2 separate regions of the Sus scrofa genome follow, and region 1 is linked to region 2. The links are chromatin contacts, called in public Hi-C maps. All regions are on one chromosome and are shown on one strand. The core of a region is the stretch at or near the end of the contact, and the rest is flanking DNA. Distances in the headings are between cores, read along the strand shown. Region 1 has its middle 17 kb from the start of RHBG. Region 2 has its middle 15 kb from the start of MIR9-1.

The links. A called contact is a pair of places that touch in the nucleus more often than the background predicts.
Region 1: a contact with region 2 is called in a Hi-C map of undifferentiated spermatogonia, with 2.9 times the contacts expected there. A contact is called at or near these places in 3 of 5 promoter capture datasets (fetal liver, fetal skeletal muscle and liver), 29 of 47 Hi-C or Micro-C datasets (adipose tissue, alveolar macrophages, blood and 16 more) and 2 of 2 datasets of targeted methods (alveolar macrophages and skeletal muscle).

Annotation. Positions count from the first base shown.
Region 1 is chr4:93,688,933-93,692,033 of Sscrofa11.1, reverse strand. No RefSeq gene overlaps it. Among named protein-coding and RNA genes, the nearest start is that of RHBG, 17 kb to the left of the region's middle.
Region 2 is chr4:93,644,227-93,647,008 of Sscrofa11.1, reverse strand. No RefSeq gene overlaps it. Among named protein-coding and RNA genes, the nearest start is that of MIR9-1, 15 kb to the left of the region's middle.

The DNA of each region.
Region 1 (3,101 bases), core at 89-2,588, 45 kb before region 2:
AAACAAACAAAAGATCCAGTACTCTGGCCCCTGTGGCTCAAGGGATTCTCTGTCCAGGGCTGGACGCTCCGAAGTCAAGCCCTTGGTTTTTCATTCTGTTTCTTCCTCTCCCTTCTCCAGCTTTTTCTCCAATGCCTAGCACCCTGGTGGGCAGTCCATAGACTGTTCTATTTAATTGGATTGAGGGTTTGGGTATGAGGATGGTTGTCCTCAGAGGGAGCTCAGAGGGCAGGAGAGACAGGTGTCCTTGGAGCCTCTGGGCAAAATCAAGACTGAGCCCCTCCCCCATCTTTCCTGTAGCCCTTGGCTTCGCACCATCAGTCCCCCACATGGTGGCCCATCCATTCAGGCTGGGTCAACAGGGTGACAATGAGCAGGTCAAGGAGATGGCGGGGACAGGGGCCAAGGGGGCACCTTCCTCACCCCTTCAGGACAATGAGGCCTCTGCCCCTCAGGGACAGCCCCTCTGATCACCACCATTATTACTCTCAATGCCGGACAATCGGACACTTGCCCACTCATGAACTCTGTCTGTCCAGCCCCAATGCCGGAGCTCTGGGAACAATGATGGACGAGGACTCTGGGCCCCTGCTCGCCCCCCAGAGCCCCAGTGATGGAGAAGCCAAGCTGCACTGCGGTCAGCGTCAAGCCAGCAGAGCCAGAGGCATTAGGGAAGGGTTTCTGGAGGTGGCCACTGTTCTGGATTGGCAGAAGTGTCCGTGGGCGACAACAGGGCTTCCTGCCCGACATCTGGCTGGGAGACCCAAAGTTCCCCAGGGGCCTCAGGGTGCTTCTGTGCCAGTGTGGCGAGCTGCCTGGGCCAGGAGCGGCTCCTCTGACCTCTGGAGGACCCGGCGCTCCAAACCTGCGCAGCCTGGGAAAGGCCTGAGATTCCCCCGCTATTGGGATTCAAATCACGACGCACGGTGGCCTCAGCTCGGGGAGGAATTAGACACGGCGTGGGTGTCCGAAGTGGGGGGCGGTGGCGGTCCCGGGGCAGACTAGCTCTGCAGCCGCATCCTCCCCCGCAGCCCCCGCGCCACCTCACCCCGATATTTCTCTCCCACCGTCAGGATCTCCCCCACCCGCCCGCCGCCCAGCTCCGCGCGCCCCGTCTCCTTTGTCTGGCCCTCCCGCCCGCTCCCAGCCGGGTCCGCCGCGCCGCCCCGAGTGCCCCGGCCCGTGCGCCCGCCGCCGCCGCCGCCGCCCGGGAACAATGCGGGCCAATGTCTCCGGGCGGGCGAGCCGGCTATGCAAATGTCCAACGGCCTGTGAGAATCCCCCTCCGCCGCCGCCCCGGCTTCCACCGCCTGAAAGGGGTTGGCGGCCAGGCCCGGGCGGGGGAGGCGGTCACTGCATAGGGATGAGCTGTCGTCCCGGAGCGCCCGCCCCGGACAGAGCGCCATTGTCTATATGCCGCCGTCTGATCGCCGATCGAGTACGCCAGCCCGGGGAGGAAGGGAGAAGGCGACCCAAACCAGGCTTTGGGGCCAAGGAGGGGTGGTCATCTCTTCCCTCCAGATCTACTCGTCTCCTCCAAGAGCCTTGCCTTTGGGGGTCAGACCGTGGTGGGCTCCCAGCTTGGCTCCCCCAAGCACTAGCTTGGTGGCTCGCACAAGTCAGTTCATTACTCTGAACTGCTGTTCTTGGAGGTTAAACCGAGTCCAGAGTTGATACTTTTCCCATCCTCCCCTTCTCCATTCATTTTTTTCACATTACATGGACCAGAGGTGTCTCTGGAGCCCATTCCCTTCCAGAACATTGAGGGAAATACTCATGGTTTCGCCAAAGCAGGTTACTGGACAAAAATGTCCCAAGGGAGTCTCTCTGACCCGTAAGCCCTGGACGCAATCAGGACTTCCTGCTTCCTTCTGCCACCCACCACCAGTTAAGTAGGCCCACTTTTACTGGGAGAAACCCAGCCATGCAGGACTGAAATTAACTTCTCCAGGAGATCCCGTCGTGGCGCAGTGGTTAATGAATCCGACTAGGAACCATGAGGTTGCGGGTTCAATCCCTGGCCTTGCTCAGTGGGTTAAGGATCTGGTGTTACCATAAGCTGTGGTGTAGGTTGCAGAAGCGGCTCGGATCCCATGTTGCTGCGGCTCTGGCATAGGCCAGCAGCTACAGCTCCAATTCAACCCCTAGCCTGGGAACCTCCATATGCCGTGGGAGAGGCCCAAGAAATGGCAAAACCTCCATATGCCGTGGGAGAGGCCCAAGAAATGGCAAAAAGACAAAAAAAATAAAATAAAAAAACAAATGAAATAAACTTCTCCAGTGATACAGAGCTTGGGGTGGTGGGGAGCTGTGGAGGTGGGGGTTTGCCACAGAAAGTCCCCTTCCACAAGTGAAAGAGGTACAACCCTCTACCCCAACTCAGGAGCTTGTGCCCATCTGACAGAGGGTACTGGTCTGACCTTGGAGGAAAATACCTGGACAGTAGACAAGGGACCGTAGGCTGGGAGCAGGGTCATTCTAGCTGGGAACTTGACCCCCTGGTCTTGGGTACTTCAAGGCTGGGCTCCAGTAAATGGGTTTTCGCCTCTGCAAGGTGCGGGACCTGAGTCCACCTTTCCTAAACTCCCACACAGGTGCGTGATCAAAAGCTGATGCCGCTCAGGTGGGACCTGTTTCTGAGATGGTACCTGGGCCTTTGAAACAGTGATGTGTCTAGGACTCATAAGGTTTTCAGGACAAAATCAATGGGAACAACATCAAAATTAGAATTTGTTCCAGGCAGTCCAGGTTCTCAGTCCCCCTAAGGCAGGAGAGAGCTGACTGGGGGAGTGGGGGAAGGCGAGGGGGAGAAGATACCGGTAGGGCAGCAGAGAGTCTTCCAGGAGAGCAGGGGTGGGGCTCTTCATTTATGGTTTGGTCCAGGCTTCACTAAGATGGAGCTCTTCCTTCCATGTTCCTGGATTCTTGGGGATCCAGGTACAATGTACATGGCAACCCCATTCTGGGGAGGTGGAGGTGGGGTGGAGGCAGTGGAGCCTGGTCCCCTGCGATGGCATTTAGGAGACTATTAGATAAGGGAAAGTTGGGTCAGGGGAGGTGGGCTGGGAGCTGAGGCATTTCATGGTGCCAGAGAAGCAGCC
Region 2 (2,782 bases), core at 274-2,773:
GGAGCTCTGTGTGTGCACATAAATATCTTATCTTCTCTCCTACAAAATTAATCTCCCTAGCAATCCAATTGGACATCTGTAAACCACACATTGCCCTGTGGGGTTGTCAGGAGCTGTCTGTGCATGGAGTGGGTTTGCGTATGGCATGAACACGTTTATGTTTTTACCTGGCACCGTCTATATGTACCGACACCTGCCTGCAGTCAGGCTCCACTATCATCCAGCATGTCTGGCCACCACTGGTGCTGCTATGGCCCAGGGCATCTTCCAAAACTAGGACTTCTGCGGTGCAATTCAGATAGTCTTTTACCCCAAAATTTCCCCCCACCCCCCTGCTAAAGCTGCCAAAACTCCCCTTTTTATGGCTTGATAATATATCAGATACGCCTGTTTCTCCCACAAACCAGTCTTTCCCCATAGAGTTCCCATGGCACCAAACAATCGCGGCTGCCCTGGAAAGGAGACAGACCTTGCCACAGAGGCTCAGGCTAGCACGCCAGCTTGATAACAAAACCTATGAGCTGGTGAGATTTTCTACTTGACATCTCCTTAAGTGTGTATTGGTACCTATATTTGTATACATATGTTACTTTTATTCTTAGAACCATATACATCTCCTCTGCTCATTTTCACAAAAATAATGGTCTCCATGTGGGCACCTGGCCAAACACTGGCACTGTGTGTGATACATGTGGCACAGAATACATACTGGCACACATATCCCATGCCTGCTTTATACTCTAACATGGTGCCATTTTCTTGGTGCAGTGCCCGCTTCTGTCTGCTTCACAGAGGGTTCTTTAGGTCTGATGCTCATTTCTGGGGCTCAGGCTCTTGGGTTGGGGCTGGATCTCTCAGCTAAACAAGCAGGCAATATTCCTCACCTCTGGAGCCCCACAACCTGAATCTAGGCAGAGGCACTGAACACTGGGTGGCTGTGGACACGGCTACTGCTGTGCCTGCTGATGAGACCAGGCAGGTTCCTTTCCCACAGCCTATGCTCTCCCCAGGGTCACCATTGCTTTGAGTTAGCATTGAAATCCCTCGGAGCTGCAGTATGTGTGTCTTCCCGCATCTCCGCGCTTTGTGTGTGTGTGTGTGTGTGTGTGTGTGTGTGTGTGTGTGTGTGGTTTGGGGCTGTAAGTGTGACATTTGTTGATCTCGCTGTGTTTGTAGGTGAGTGCTGTGAACGCGCGCGCCCTTGAGTCGGCTGTGAGGCTCCGTGTCTGTGTAGTTCGTGGACGTTGGTCTGCGGGCCCCCGAATCCCAGTGTGTGTGGATCTGTGGCCTCTACGCGTGAACTGCGGGTCTGTGCCTCTGTCCCTGGGCCCGGTCAAAGCCAGGCCGGAGCACGCCCGTGCAGCCCCCGCCGGCGCCCCTGCCTCTTACCGCCGCTTTCGCGGGCAGCAGCGGCTTCGGCTCCCGCTTCCGACAAAGTCCAGGCTCCGCAGCGATGCGGGGCTCGGGCTCGCCGGACGGCGCCAAGGGGGCTCCGGGTGGGAAGGGCAAGGCGTGGGAGCACCCTCGCTTCCTCCCCAAGGCGGGACGACCACGGAAGCCGCCGGACGCTGGGGTCGCACTGCCGCGGGCGCCCAGGAGAGGAAATGAAAGCACGAGAAGAGCCGAGGGAGGCGAGAAGTGAGCAGAAGAAAATAGAGAATCGGAAACAGAGAAAAAGGAAAAACAAAACCCACTTGAAAAGAAATAAAACGTTAAAACAAAAGCGATAAAATAACACTAAATGAAATAAAAAGGAAACACACCAAAGGCATTTAAAATGTTAAACTAAATTACGGAAAAGGCAAGGAAACAAAATGGAAAAGAAAAGGCTCCAAGGCGCCCGAGGCGAAAGGGGGCCTAGACGGGGCGACGCGGCGTTTGAGAGCTTCGGGGATCCCGGCAGCTGCGGCCGGGCCGAAGCCCAGCCCGCGGGGCCTCCTCTGCTCCCCGCCAGCTCCTGGGACCCGGGTCGGGCGAAAAACTCCGCTGGAGGGTCTGTTAGTCCCCACTCCCCAAGTCCAACAGCGGCGGCACTGAGGACCCCATACCTCCGCTGCCCCTCACCTCTGCTGCTGAACCCATCGCCGGGGAAAATAAAACAAAAAATGATCCTCAGATCCCCCGCCTGGCAGGGTCAGTTGTCCCTAAGGTTCGTATTCTTGGCCGAAGGCCCTTGTAGACCCTCGCGGTGCTCAGCAGAGCGTCGTCGGGAAAACCCTAGCTGGGTGAGAGTGGGGGACTGGGGATCTGCGGCCGCGCCGCTCCCTGCAGCGGCTCAGGGCTCCAGCCCCAGGCGGGAAGTCCTGACTGTGGTGCGGGGACTGGGGGCTGAGTAATTAATAACCGGGAGAAGCTAGGATGTAAGGGTAAGGGGAGCCTGGCAAGTGGAGGAGAAGGACGATGTGAGAGACAGAGAAGAAAAGAGGAGGCCAAGATAGGGGTGGATAAGAGAGGAAGAGATGCTGGAGAGAAGGAAACAGAGAGATACATAATGGAAAAGAGAGAGAGAAAAGGTGGTGGAAGGGCAGCAGGCAGCTCAAGGAGTTTGGCCAGAGGCCCTGACACCTCTTTCCCTCAAGCACTTTTGCCAAAGCTGCCAAATTCTGCATTTAGACCATGGGTTTCCAGTAGCAGATGGAAAGGCCACAACTCAGTAGCCTGCAATAGGCTCTAGAGAGTTAGAAACATGTAAACCCTGCAGAACTGTCTGTGGCTCTCAGAAGCAAAGAAAGGAGACATAGAGACTGTGAGGCACTAGGGAAGCTCTAACATCTTAGGGCAG